Linked DNA regions of Macaca mulatta: region 2 is linked to region 1. The links are chromatin contacts, called in public Hi-C maps. All regions are on one chromosome and are shown on one strand. Each heading gives the region's core, a stretch centred on a gene start, on an enhancer-like site or on the middle of the called end of the contact. The rest is flanking DNA. Distances are from core to core; before and after follow the strand shown. Region 1 holds the start of IFT27 (intraflagellar transport 27). Region 2 overlaps LOC114670362 (a long non-coding RNA gene).

What was found. Hi-C and Micro-C count contacts between places; a contact is called where the count stands out from the background.
Region 2: a Hi-C map of fetal cortex germinal zone shows a contact between it and region 1, with 3 times the contacts expected there. The contact joins the enhancer-like site here to the promoter of IFT27 in region 1. A contact is called at or near these places in 6 of 14 Hi-C or Micro-C datasets (blood, cortical neurons, fetal cortex germinal zone and 3 more).

The regions. Positions count from the first base shown.
Region 1 is chr10:14,771,640-14,777,421 of T2T-MMU8v2.0, forward strand. It overlaps IFT27 (intraflagellar transport 27), which reads left to right and starts at 3,587. Exons shown (of 8, transcript XM_077949839.1): 1 at 3,587-3,675; 2 at 3,907-4,013. The coding sequence starts at 3,980.
Region 2 is chr10:15,000,062-15,005,843 of T2T-MMU8v2.0, forward strand. All of the region lies in intron 1 of LOC114670362 (a long non-coding RNA gene), which reads right to left. Among named protein-coding and RNA genes, the nearest start is that of EIF3D, 12 kb to the right of the region's middle. Within about 2 kb of position 3,545, at least 8 of the 40 cell types and tissues checked have an H3K27ac peak or open chromatin away from gene starts, as enhancers often do.

The DNA.
Region 1 (5,782 bases), core at 2,337-4,836:
ATACATCTAAATCAGTGCTTCTCATCCGTGGAAGATTGTCATTTGGCAATGTCCCGGGACAATTTTGGTGGTCTCAGCAAGGGAGCTTGCCCTGGTATCTAGTGGGCAGAGGACAGAGATGCTGTCAAACATCTATATTGCTCAGGACAGCCCCCATAACTAAGAACACTTCACCCCTAAGTATCAATAGTACCGAGGTAGGGAAACCCTGATCTAAATACATAAAATTTCTACAAATCTACTAGCACTCTCTTTTTGGCATTGCCTCTGACATGAGGGCATTTGAGCAAATCTGCTTTAATGTGTGAAAGGTATTCTTCTTGAGAATTCATGCAGAATAACTCTCAATTATTTCATTTCCCCTAAAACCTCCTATTTACCCAACTGTTGGATTGCATCCAACAATTCTGCTACTACACCCTGTGAATGACAGGGCTGTGGCGGGGCCCAGGCAGCAGGAGAACCCCCTGGCTGTCACAGCACAGTGGCGAAGGGGCTTGGGCCCTGCAGTGCGGATGATCAGCCCTGGCGCTGTGCGTGGAAGGTTGCTGCTGTCCCCGGCAGGGAGCCGCAGCTCATCCGCATGCTGCTCTTCAGGGATGTCTGGACGTGTTCAGCCCCAGGATGATTGAACAATTCCTGGGAACAACTTGTCAGCAGCTGCCCCTCCACTCCCCTCTTACCCAAAGCCCTGGTAATCAGCCCCAACAGTCTAGTCCCTGGCTTTGGGAAGCAGGACTGTTAACCCTTCCTCTTCCACAGAACATATGGGTGTAACTAGGGGTGCAGGCTGGGGGTGGGAGAGGACCCAGGATCAGGTCACCCCATATGAATGGTCATTGCACACCTCCCAGCAGTAAGCCCATTGCCTGCCCAAAAATTGGTATTCAAGAGTTGGTGCTTATTGAATGAATGAATACACAACTGGAAGGGTAAAGTCTATGAGAGTCATTCATTCATTCAAAAGTATTTACCGGGTGCCTCACCATGCTGGGGACTGTCCTAGATACTGGGTGAACAAAAGAGACCAAGTGTCAGTTCTCATGAAGATTACCTTCTAGTGGAGGGTGACAGATACCATACAAATAAACTAATAAATATGGAATATAGGTGGCCCTCTGCATCCACGGGTTCCACATCTCTGGATTCAACCAACTGCACGTTGCAAACATCTGGGGAAAAGAAAAATTTAAAAAAAGCAACAATAAAAAATAATACAAATAAAATACAGTATACCAATATTTCCATAGTATTTCCATTTTATTAGTTACTGGAAGTAATCTAGAGGTGACTTAAAGTATACAGGAGGATGTGTGTAGGTTTTGTGCAAATATTACACCATTTTATATAGGGAACTTGAGTAGCCCCGGATTTTGATATCTGTGGTTCCCAATCCCCCGCGGATACAGAGGGACAGACTGTGTAATCTCTGGCAGTAGTGAACGCTACAAAGAAAGTAAAGTAAGTCAAGGAGATTGAGACTGACAGATTGGGGGCGATGCTTAAATTGTGTGTTTGGGAGGGCTCCCCGAAGGCATGACATTTGAGCTGAGATCCGAAGAGCATGAAGGAAAATCATACAGTTTCATTGGGAACAGTGCGTACAAAGACCCTGAGGTGGGAACGTTCCCGAAGAGCTTGAGAAACAGTAAAATGGCCCAACAGAGTAGATAAAGGTGGGTTCTGGCATTAGCTAAGAAAAGCAGTTCTCAACATGAGCATCTGTTGGAGTCACCAAGAGGGCTTATGGGGTTGCATGTTTCTGGTGGAGGAGGGGGGAGCGGTTTATCTTAGGGTTGTAATGTTTCTGATTGGAGATGTCATTTGTGGTTTATGGTCATTTTGACATTAGCCCTTAGGTTGATGACCTTTGGGTTGGACTTAGGCAGTTTCTGATCAAGGGGAACTTTAAAATGGCGGCGCTTCTCCAAGTTGGCGATGTCCCTGCTCTGTCATTACCCACCTTGCAAAATGAAGGAACGGAGGCTTCAGAGGCTGCCCCGATGTGTGTCTGTGTCTTAGCTAAGTGGAGCTGCCTCAGGAGGGTGACGCACTGAATGGGGCCCCTTATGGGATTAACAGGGTTACTCATGGTGAACAGGTTGACCTGGAGGGGAGCTGGCAAGAGGGAGGCAGAAGACCAGAAAGAAGCTTTTTGCTCACCGGACCTGGGGTGTCTGAGACGACTCACGTGATGTCACCAAAGAAGAAAAGCAGTTACGGAGAATGAAGGAGAAACAGACCTTTACTGTAACACCAGGAATGAACTCCAAGGAAAGAACATTTCAGACAACTTGCATTTACTCTGGATTTGCAGCTGAAACCATCAGTCATTCATAGAGTGTGTGTTTATTCCCCAACACAAGGCTGGCGGCCACCCTGAGATGGAGAGTGGCAGAGAGGTGGAATGTTCTAGGCGTCTGGAGGGAATGTGGAACTTTCAGGCAGGTACCTTTGCTGAGAGGCTGCTCTTCCCTTCAGCGTCAGCCATCAGAGATCCCAGGGGCCTCAAAGGAGTGACAACAGGGGGTACATTCGGCCAACCAATGACAGTGATGATAAACCAAATCTGTCCAGATAAGCTTCCGCTCTCCCATCCACCCCACAATCATGTATGCACTTACTATGTCCCAGGCACTTACAAGTTTCTCTCCTTCCATCCCCACAATCACCCCACGAGGCAGGTTCTCCTAGGCCCATCCTGAGAGACTGAGGGATGAGATGACTTGCCCAGGTCAGGGAGATGGCAGTGATTTAGGTCTTTGACCCCCAACCACGTGGAAGAGGCACCCCCAACCCGGTAAATGCGCACAGAGAGCCTCCCTGGGTGATGGGCAACGAGGTGAGTGATGCATTCTCCTTTTGCAGAGAGTAAATGGACTAAGAGGAAAATACGACCTCAAGTTTCCAAGTCTCACCGCTCAGCCCCATCAAAGTGTACTTGTTCTCCCTTTGTTCACAAACATCACTTTAAACACTTTCATATTTTAGATTTTAAAGCTCATAACATTTTTGGGCTTTAAAAATTACATTTCCCTGCGGGATGCGGGGCAAGGACTGAACTTCTCGATGCACTGTCATAGCAGCGTTGTGCAGAACCCGGGAACCGGGGAAACCGGCAGAACCGCTGCGAAGTCAAACAAAGTCAGAACGGCCTCTACGCCGCGACCTGGCCCACTGCGCAGGCGCCACTCCAGACTGTCTGGCGCCCAACCTGCCCCTTTGTAGGCGAACCCACTTCTAGAAGGACAGCGGGAGTGGCGAATCCCCATTCAACCCGAAGACGGGTCAAGCCAGACTCTGACCAATCAGAAAGCTTCTTTTATCACCGCTTCTGGCTGCTTGACGTGGAGGCTTCTTTATCTCGGGACTCTGGGGCGCAGTGGGGGCGGGATATAAAGCTGACTGACGTCAATAGCAACCACTCGTCAAGCAGAATGAACTTGAAGAACAGATAATCCTACGAGTTGCATCTCAAGAAAAGGCTGTTATCCCAACTCCTTACTCCCATTGGGTTTTTGGAGCCCTCGAGGGTGAGAGCTTTTGGCGGCAGCCAATCGAGGGTCAGCGAGGAGGAGGAGGCGGGGCAGGTGGGCTATGGTTACCTAGAGAGTGCATTAGGTGCTGTACTTGTGGCAGGAGGAGAGCCGGGTCGTCTTTCCCTGATCCCGCTGGGTAGGGCTGTGCTGAGGGGCTGGGCAGGGAGCACAGACCGTGTCCGCTCTCTTGCACCTTTTCAGACTGCCGTGTCGGGCCTCGAGCCGGGCCCACCTGGAGCCCTCCCCTGCCCACCCGCCCCCAGCGCCCGATTTTCGCCCTCAGCCCAGAAGGGCCGGGCTTGGTCATCCCCAGTCCCGTCGCGGCCACTGGCCCTTGAGATCAGCCCTCCCCACCTTCCCGTCCCAGGCCAGCCCAGGGCCCGAAGCCTCTAGCAGCCGCTCTTGTGCTCTGGGTACGGCTCGCGGGAGTGTTGGTTACCATGGTGAAGCTGGCAGCCAAATGCATCCTGGCAGGTGAGTCTAAAAATTTGCGCTTGAATACGGTGGTCTCTGGAGTCCAGAGCCTTCATAATTCATCCAAAGCTTTTGTTCACCTAAATTGCCTACCTTCTTTTCCTTTCTCTCTGCCGAAGGCGAGTTACAGCAATTACTGATACAGTAAGTTACATTAGGCGCGGAAGAATGATCTTCCAGGGCACTTCGCAGCTCCGGTGGATTTCCCCCTGCTCCCTGTCACATACTCTGAGACCACCTTTACCAGTTGAGCTGACTCGTTAAAAAATCACTAGTTAAAACTCTAGAGGAGCAGACTTGTTAAAACAAAACAAACAAAACTTAAGCAAACCTTGAGTGCTTTAGCTAAACATTTACTGTACCCCAAAGTTAGGCATCAGTGACTTTGGTAGTCTTTACTATGGGATTTTTTTTCCCTGACCTCACCCCCTCTGATAACGGTGACCTGAGTGTAGTGACCAGAGTTTGCAAAAGGCACTTGTGTGTTGTCTTTAAGACCCAAAGTTACTGTGCTGCCCCTTTCCAAGAAGGGCATAAATGTTGAGACTCCCAAAGTCAGGAATCTTTGTTTTGTTGACTGATACATCCCAAGCATCCAGAACAATGCCTGGAACATAGTGGGTACTCAATAAATACTTTCAGAATGGATGAATATATGGCATGCACATTTGTAGTGTGCCCCTTGTATCACTCTGCACATTTAGAAAAACAATAGCTTGGATTATAGACTACGAAACACATATGCATGCTACTGAGTCCTTACTGCATGTGAGGCACACATATTTCGTGTAATCGTCTCACCATAGCACACTGGGCTAGGTACTGGATTGTTCTTTTTTGTTTGTTTTTTTTTTGAGACAGAGTCTCACGCTGTCACCCAGGTTGGAGGGCAGTGGCACGATCTCGGCTCACTGCAACCTCCACCTCCCTGGTTCAAGCAATTCCCCTGCCTCAGCCTCCTGAGTAGCTGGGATTACAGGCACACACCACCATGCCCGGCTAATTTTTTTTTTTTTTTTGTATTTTGAATAGAGACGGGGTTTCACCATGTTGGCCAGACTGGTCTCGAACTCCTGACCTCAGGCGATCCGCCCGCCTCAGCCTCGCAAAGTGTTGGGATTGCAGGCGTGCGCCACCGCACCTGGCCAGGTACTGGATTGTTCTGATCTTACTGAAGCACTGAGAGATGTCAGCCAAGGTCAACCCCTAGTGAAGCTCGTAGGCAGGATTTCAGCCCCTCGATCTGCCCAACTCCAAAACTCTTAACTCGTGTTTCTGTTCAGACCTGTGACCTTTCCAGGCTTCCCTGGCCAGCTCAGGAAAGAAGTGGTGAGAAATTATATAGAGAAAAAGATTTCTTTTTTAAAAAATTCCCCTCTTCCAGACTGAGAATAAATTATGATATTTTTAATAGCTTTTATACTTTGAAAATAAAAGGGTCACACAGAAAGATGACTGACAGTAGTAACTGAATCATACTGGAGCAAAAGAAATTAATGGTTCTCAGGAGAGTCTCCAGTTTCCAGAACACCAGAGGAGGCAGTGTTGTGTAACAAAAGTAATTTTGCCTGTTCCTCTTACTGGCTGTGTCATCTTGGACAAAGCACTTTTTTGAGCTTTAATTTCCTTATGGATAAGGTGGGAACATTATTTTCTGAAGTTACATTTTTTTTTAAATGGGCTTCTCTCTGTGTTCTTTTTACATTCGGTTTTCATGATGGAGCTAACTTAATGAGCGCTTTGGGTGCATCAGCTCGGTGCTAGACCCT
Region 2 (5,782 bases), core at 2,295-4,794, 230 kb after region 1:
CAACTCCCTCCAAGGCTTGGATGCTTCAAAGCACAGAACTGCAGAGTACAAGGATATCAGTGACCAGCTTATTTTCTGGGCTGGGCACTCTCTGGGGCCAGGGATGGTGTCCTATTCACCTTGGCTTCCCCTGCCCCATTACAGGACCAGGCAAGGATAGCCCTCTCCCAAAGTTTGCTGAGTGAAGGAATCTACCTCCTGGCCAATGAGAGTCCTCACAAACACATGTGTATGGCTCACAATCCCTCGCCTCTACTTGCATACCTCTAATGGCAAGAGGCTCTCAACCTCCCCCAAGCAGCCAGAGCCTTCCTTTATTGATGATTAAAATCGTCTTCTCTACTCTTTTTGTTTTGTTTTTTTTTTTTTTTGAGATGGAGTCTCACTCTGTCGCCCAGGCTGGAGTGCAGTGGCACGATCTCAGAGGAGGCAACCTCTGCCTCCCAGGTTCAAGCGATTCTTCTGCCTCCGCCTTCTGAGTAGCTGGGACTACAGGTGAGTGCCACCATGCCCAGCTAATTTTTGTATTTTTCACCATATTGGCCAGGCTGGTCTCGAACTCCTGACCTTGTGGTCTGCCCACCTCAGCTTCCCAAAGTGCTGGGATTACAGGCGTGAGCCACCGCACCCGGCCCGTCTTCCCTATTCTGAATTAACCCCTCCTCTTTTATTTCTCCATGGTCTTCTATTTTCCAATTTCTTCCTTTTCCTTGGACACCTCTTTCCTCCTCTCCCAAACCATCCAATATCCCAGTCCTCATTTCCTAGGGTACTGAAGTCAAATGATGAAGGGGAGGAAGAAGGGAATTAGCATTTATTGAGTACCTTCCCTAGTTGAGATATGTCAAAAATGTCCACGTGCCAGATGCAGTGGCTCATGCCTGTAATCCCAGCACTTTGAGAGGCTGAGTCGGGAGGATCGTTTGAACCCAGGAGTTCAAGGGTGCAATGAGCTATGATCATGCCATTGCACTTCAGCCTGGGCAACAGAGTAAGACCCTGTCTCTAAAAAAAAAAAAAAAAAAAGAGGGAGTGAGTCTTGTATTATTCCTATCTCACAGATGAGGACTGAGGCTCAGAGAGGTTAAGGAACCCAGAATCACACAGCCACACAGGGGCAGAGCTGGGGCTGTGCCATTCCAGCTCCCGGGCACACAGGATGAGTGCTTCCCACATCTTCTTGGCCTCAGATGAGTCTAGAAAGGACGCAACTGGTCCCCTAATGCCCCAAGGGACTTGCTCAAGGTCACAAGAGCAAAGGGATTGGCCAGATTGGGGCGCTTCCCCCACAGCTTGTTGCTTCCCACCCTCTCCCCCACCCAAATAGCATTTCTCAGGGAAGAAAACTCGGGGTCCTTGGAAAAACAGCTGATTCTGGGAGTGGGGCAGGGAAAGAACAAGAAGAGATGGCGGCATCTTGTTCTTCCAGGAAGCCAGGAAGTGAACGGACTACGGGGACTGGGGCACAGACTTAGGATCCTCAACGAGCCGTTTGTGCATCAAAAAGAATGGGAGGCACCAACTCATCATATATCAACTGGCTTCTAAAAGGGGAAGTAAGAACCAAGCAAAATAACATGTATTACGTTGCATTACGTATAACATGTAAAGTACACATATGCAAACATGTACGGGTGCCCATCCTGCCTGGGAGAGCGCTGCACATTGTGGACACTTGCTCAGATGCCACCCTGAAAACCTCTGGGCAGGAATTCCAAGCCCCCAGCCCATCCCAGCCCGGCATCTCCGAAGTCTTTCCCTGCCTCTCGCTCCGTAGTGAAGACCAACAGGGACGAGGGGCTTCCGTGTGGTACTGACCTGCACAGATGCCTGGAGAGGGATTGGCTTGTCCAGAATCCCCACCAGGCACCGGGGCCAGACGTCCCGGGCTCCTGAGCCCATGGCCTCCTTCCGGGCCCACCCACCTAGCTTCCTGGCTCGTGTGCATGGCACCGTGGGCTGGAACTGCTCCAGAGTCAGCATGAGCCTTAGAGAGGTACTGTCCTAAGCCAAGCCCGCAGGCTGCCTCTCTTCCTCTTACTGTGCCTTCCACCCTGCCAAACGCCCACCGGCTATGACAGCCCCACAGCAGCCACTCTCCCCTGCCTCATCCCTGCTTGGTCTATCACCAGGCCCCTGCGGTCCGCATTTCCTGTCCCTATCTGATCACCTCACCCCCAGTCCAGGCCCACACCGTCACACTTGTGCACACAGACCTCTTGATGTCCACATCCCTACCCCTTGCCATCCTCATCCCACCCTCCAAGCCTGCCAACTCTTTGCCCAAACCATCATTTAATGGTGACACTTGTCAAGTTCTCAAAAAAAGTCAAGATCTAAACCCACACTGGCTCGTCCCAAAGCCCACGTCTGTGGTTAACAGGCACTTGTCTTGCCTTTTGTGCTTCTGTCTATATAAAACACCTCTTACAAAACAAACAGGTAAAGTCTCCAGAAAATAAAAAACACAAGAGATTGTAAGAGTGGTCGCCTCTGGGGAGGGAGGGAGGCCAAGGCGGGTGGATCACGAGGTCAGGAGTTCAAGACTAACCTGACCAACATGGTGAAACCCTGTCTCTATTAAAAAATATTTTTAAATTAGCCAGACATGGTGGCGTGTGCCTGTAATCCCAGCTACTCAGGAGGCTGAGACAGGAGAATCACTTGAACCTGGGAGGCAGAGGTTGCAGTGAGCCAAGATCATGCCACTGCACTCCAACCTGGGCAACAGAGTGAGAATCCGTCTCAAAAAAAAAAAAAGGCCAGTCCTGACTCCACTAGTACCAGTTTTATGAGCTTGGGAAAAACTTATGTCAGCATCCCTAGTCTCAGTTTACTCATCTATAAAATGGGATGATCACAGTACCTGCCTTGTAAGACAGACAATAAACCCAGCCCCAAGAAGTGCTTAGCACCACAAAATAGTCAGGGCTCAGTAAACATGAGTGATGGGCCTCTCTTTGCCCACCTTCCCCGTGGAACTGTGAGCTCCTAGCACAGCTCCCACCATGGTGATTCCCTGACAAATACAAGATGCAATTCACAGTCCTCAGGATACAGCTTTCAAGGCCCTCCCTGCTGGTCCCACTGTCTTTCCTACTGCATCTGTTACCCATCCTCAAACGCATGACGGACGGACGTCCTTTGACAGCTCCTGCCTGTACACACCCCACTGCCCCTGACGCTTTCCTTCCCCCAGTCCTCATGTGCCTTTCTTTGGTAATCTGCAAACTCATTTCATCCTTCAAATGCTGCAAAAGGTCTCCTCCTCTTGTAGCCCTCACCCTGCGCCTCCTAGACTTGGTTACCCCGTGGCACTCAGTACAGACCTCTGGGCAATTCAAACCAAACCACATTGCTAGCTCTTTGCCCTCTATCTCCCCCACTGCTCTGGAAGCTCCGGGGGGACAGAGGCTGTATTTGCATATCTGTATTCCTAATGCTTAGCGTGTAACAGGAACTCAGAAAACGTTTGTGGAATGCATGAATCATTCCTGACCACTCAGCTACTTGGCGCCTTCAGGGACTGAATTATGGTGAGCCATTCATGGCCTGCAAATGCTACACAGTGAAGGTAGTGACCTCCTCTCTTTGCAATCTCCAGCCCAGACGCCGCCTCTCTCAGCCTGCACACCCTCAGAGAGCTTTCCGGGAGCTGTTCAGCATTGCAGCCTGCAGGGCATCCCCCTGCCTCTCCTCTGCCTGCCACAGAGCTCTGCGGAAGCCCTCAATCAGAAGCCGCGCTAGGAGCGGGGACAGAAAGACAAATAAGATACAATCCCTGCCCTCACGGATGAATAACAGCCTGGAGGAGACAGATGCCTGGGTCTGCCTCATTCCATCCACCACCTACAATTCATCAAATGTCTATCATGTGCCTCTCTCCTCCGTGCCTTTACATAAGTTCTATCATCCTCTGTGCCTCAGTTTCCTCCTCAAGTGGGACGGAAAGACCCACCTAATCTAACGCATCAGGACTGCTTGCAGATAGAACCAGATAATGCACGTAAATTGCTCAATAAACTATGAAGACCTGTACCGATGTTATTACGGCTATTATTAATATAGCTTAACATAACAGTATTGAATAACTGAAGCCCTCCCGGCAGCAGGCACAGCGACTTGCACATAGTAGGTGTTTAAATGATCTTGATGCGTTGAAACGCAGTCCGGGGACCGGGCCTGATTTTTCATGAGTTGTGGAACAGCGCCATCCTGTGGCCACAGTGCAGAGCACACAGACCTTCTGGCCGAGTGCTTTGACCGACCCAATGCAGGCTGCTGAGATTCGTTTAGGACAAATTCAAGGAAAAGTCCGTTTGACACCACGGGGCAAGGAGAAGTTTCTTCGTCCCCAGAGGTGGTACAGGCTCAGAGTACAAACAGAGGCAACAAGGGTTTGAAACAGCATTCTGGATTATTTCTCTATCAAGGAGTTTTTGGGAGATATGAAGCACCCCGGGTGAACAACCAACGACGTGGTCAAAGCCTGGTCTGGTTTGGGCCGGCCCTGTGGAAGGTGCTGTTCATTCTTCATCTCAGAAGACTCGAGACCAGGTGCGGTGGCTCATGCCTGTAATCCTAGCACTTTGAGAGGCTGAGGCGGGTGGATCACTTGAGGTGAGGAGTTCAAGACCAGCCTGGCCAACATGGTGAAACCCCGTCTCTACTAAAAACACGACAATTAGCAGGAAATCGCTTGAACCCGGGAGGCAGAGGTTGCAGTGAGCCAAGATCGTTCCACTGCACTCTAGCCTGGGCAATAGAGCCAGACTCTGTCTCAAAAAAAAAAAAAACAAGACTTGAACTTGGCTCTGCCATTCTGCCATGCTCAAGCTGTGTGACCTTGAGTAGACTGTTGCCTTCTCTGAGCACCAGTTGTCTCATCTATGCAATGAGGTCATGATCCCTGCACTGGCCACCTCAAAGAGTCATTGCATAGATCAAATGGCGTAAGAGAAGCATAAGTTTAGAAATGGTCAAGTGTTATACAAACACGATGGGTGGTAATCATTCTAATTTCCAATCACAGTAATAACGGGCATTGACTGAGCTCTGTACTGTGCTAAACGCTTTCACACATAATCTCACTTAATTCCCACTAAACCTTACCAAATAAGTACTCTAAGGGGCCCATTTTGTAGATGAGGACATTGGAGTTTAGAGGAATTTGAAATCTTGTCCAAAGTCACACTCAACTAATATGGAGAAAAGTCAGGATTTGAACTCAGGACAGTGGGACTTCCCCAAAGTGGAAGAGTCTCAATAGTTCCAGCCACAGACATGGGATTTAAGGGGAGCCCCTAATAGGCAGGTAGGTGCCTTGAAGAAAACAAAAGAATTATTGACATTTCTCCTCTTTTGCCCAGGAAATTCTGCTTCCTTCCCATCTCTACCCCAGTACCTGCTGTGACCCTGGAGCCTCCTAGGAGAGGGGAACCCTTGGGCTCTGCATCCAGGGCCCTGCTCACACCCAAAGTCAGAGAATCCCAAAGCTCTCCCTTCCAGGGTCCAAGCCTGACCAAAGGCCATGCGTGCTCCTTTAAGGGACTGGCAAGGGCAAAGTGGGGGATGGTTCCCTTTCAAGGTCACTGTTAAACAGATGATGCCAAAATTTGTTGGGAGAAGTGGCTATTTGTCAACAATCATAATGACCCTCACGTATCTAGAGTCCTCTTGAGCTAATGAGATGTCTGAGATTGCCCCCTGTCCACTTTCTCAATGGTTGGCCCTCAGAACACTCCTCTGAGGTCAGAATCCTTAGCCCTACCTTACAGATGAG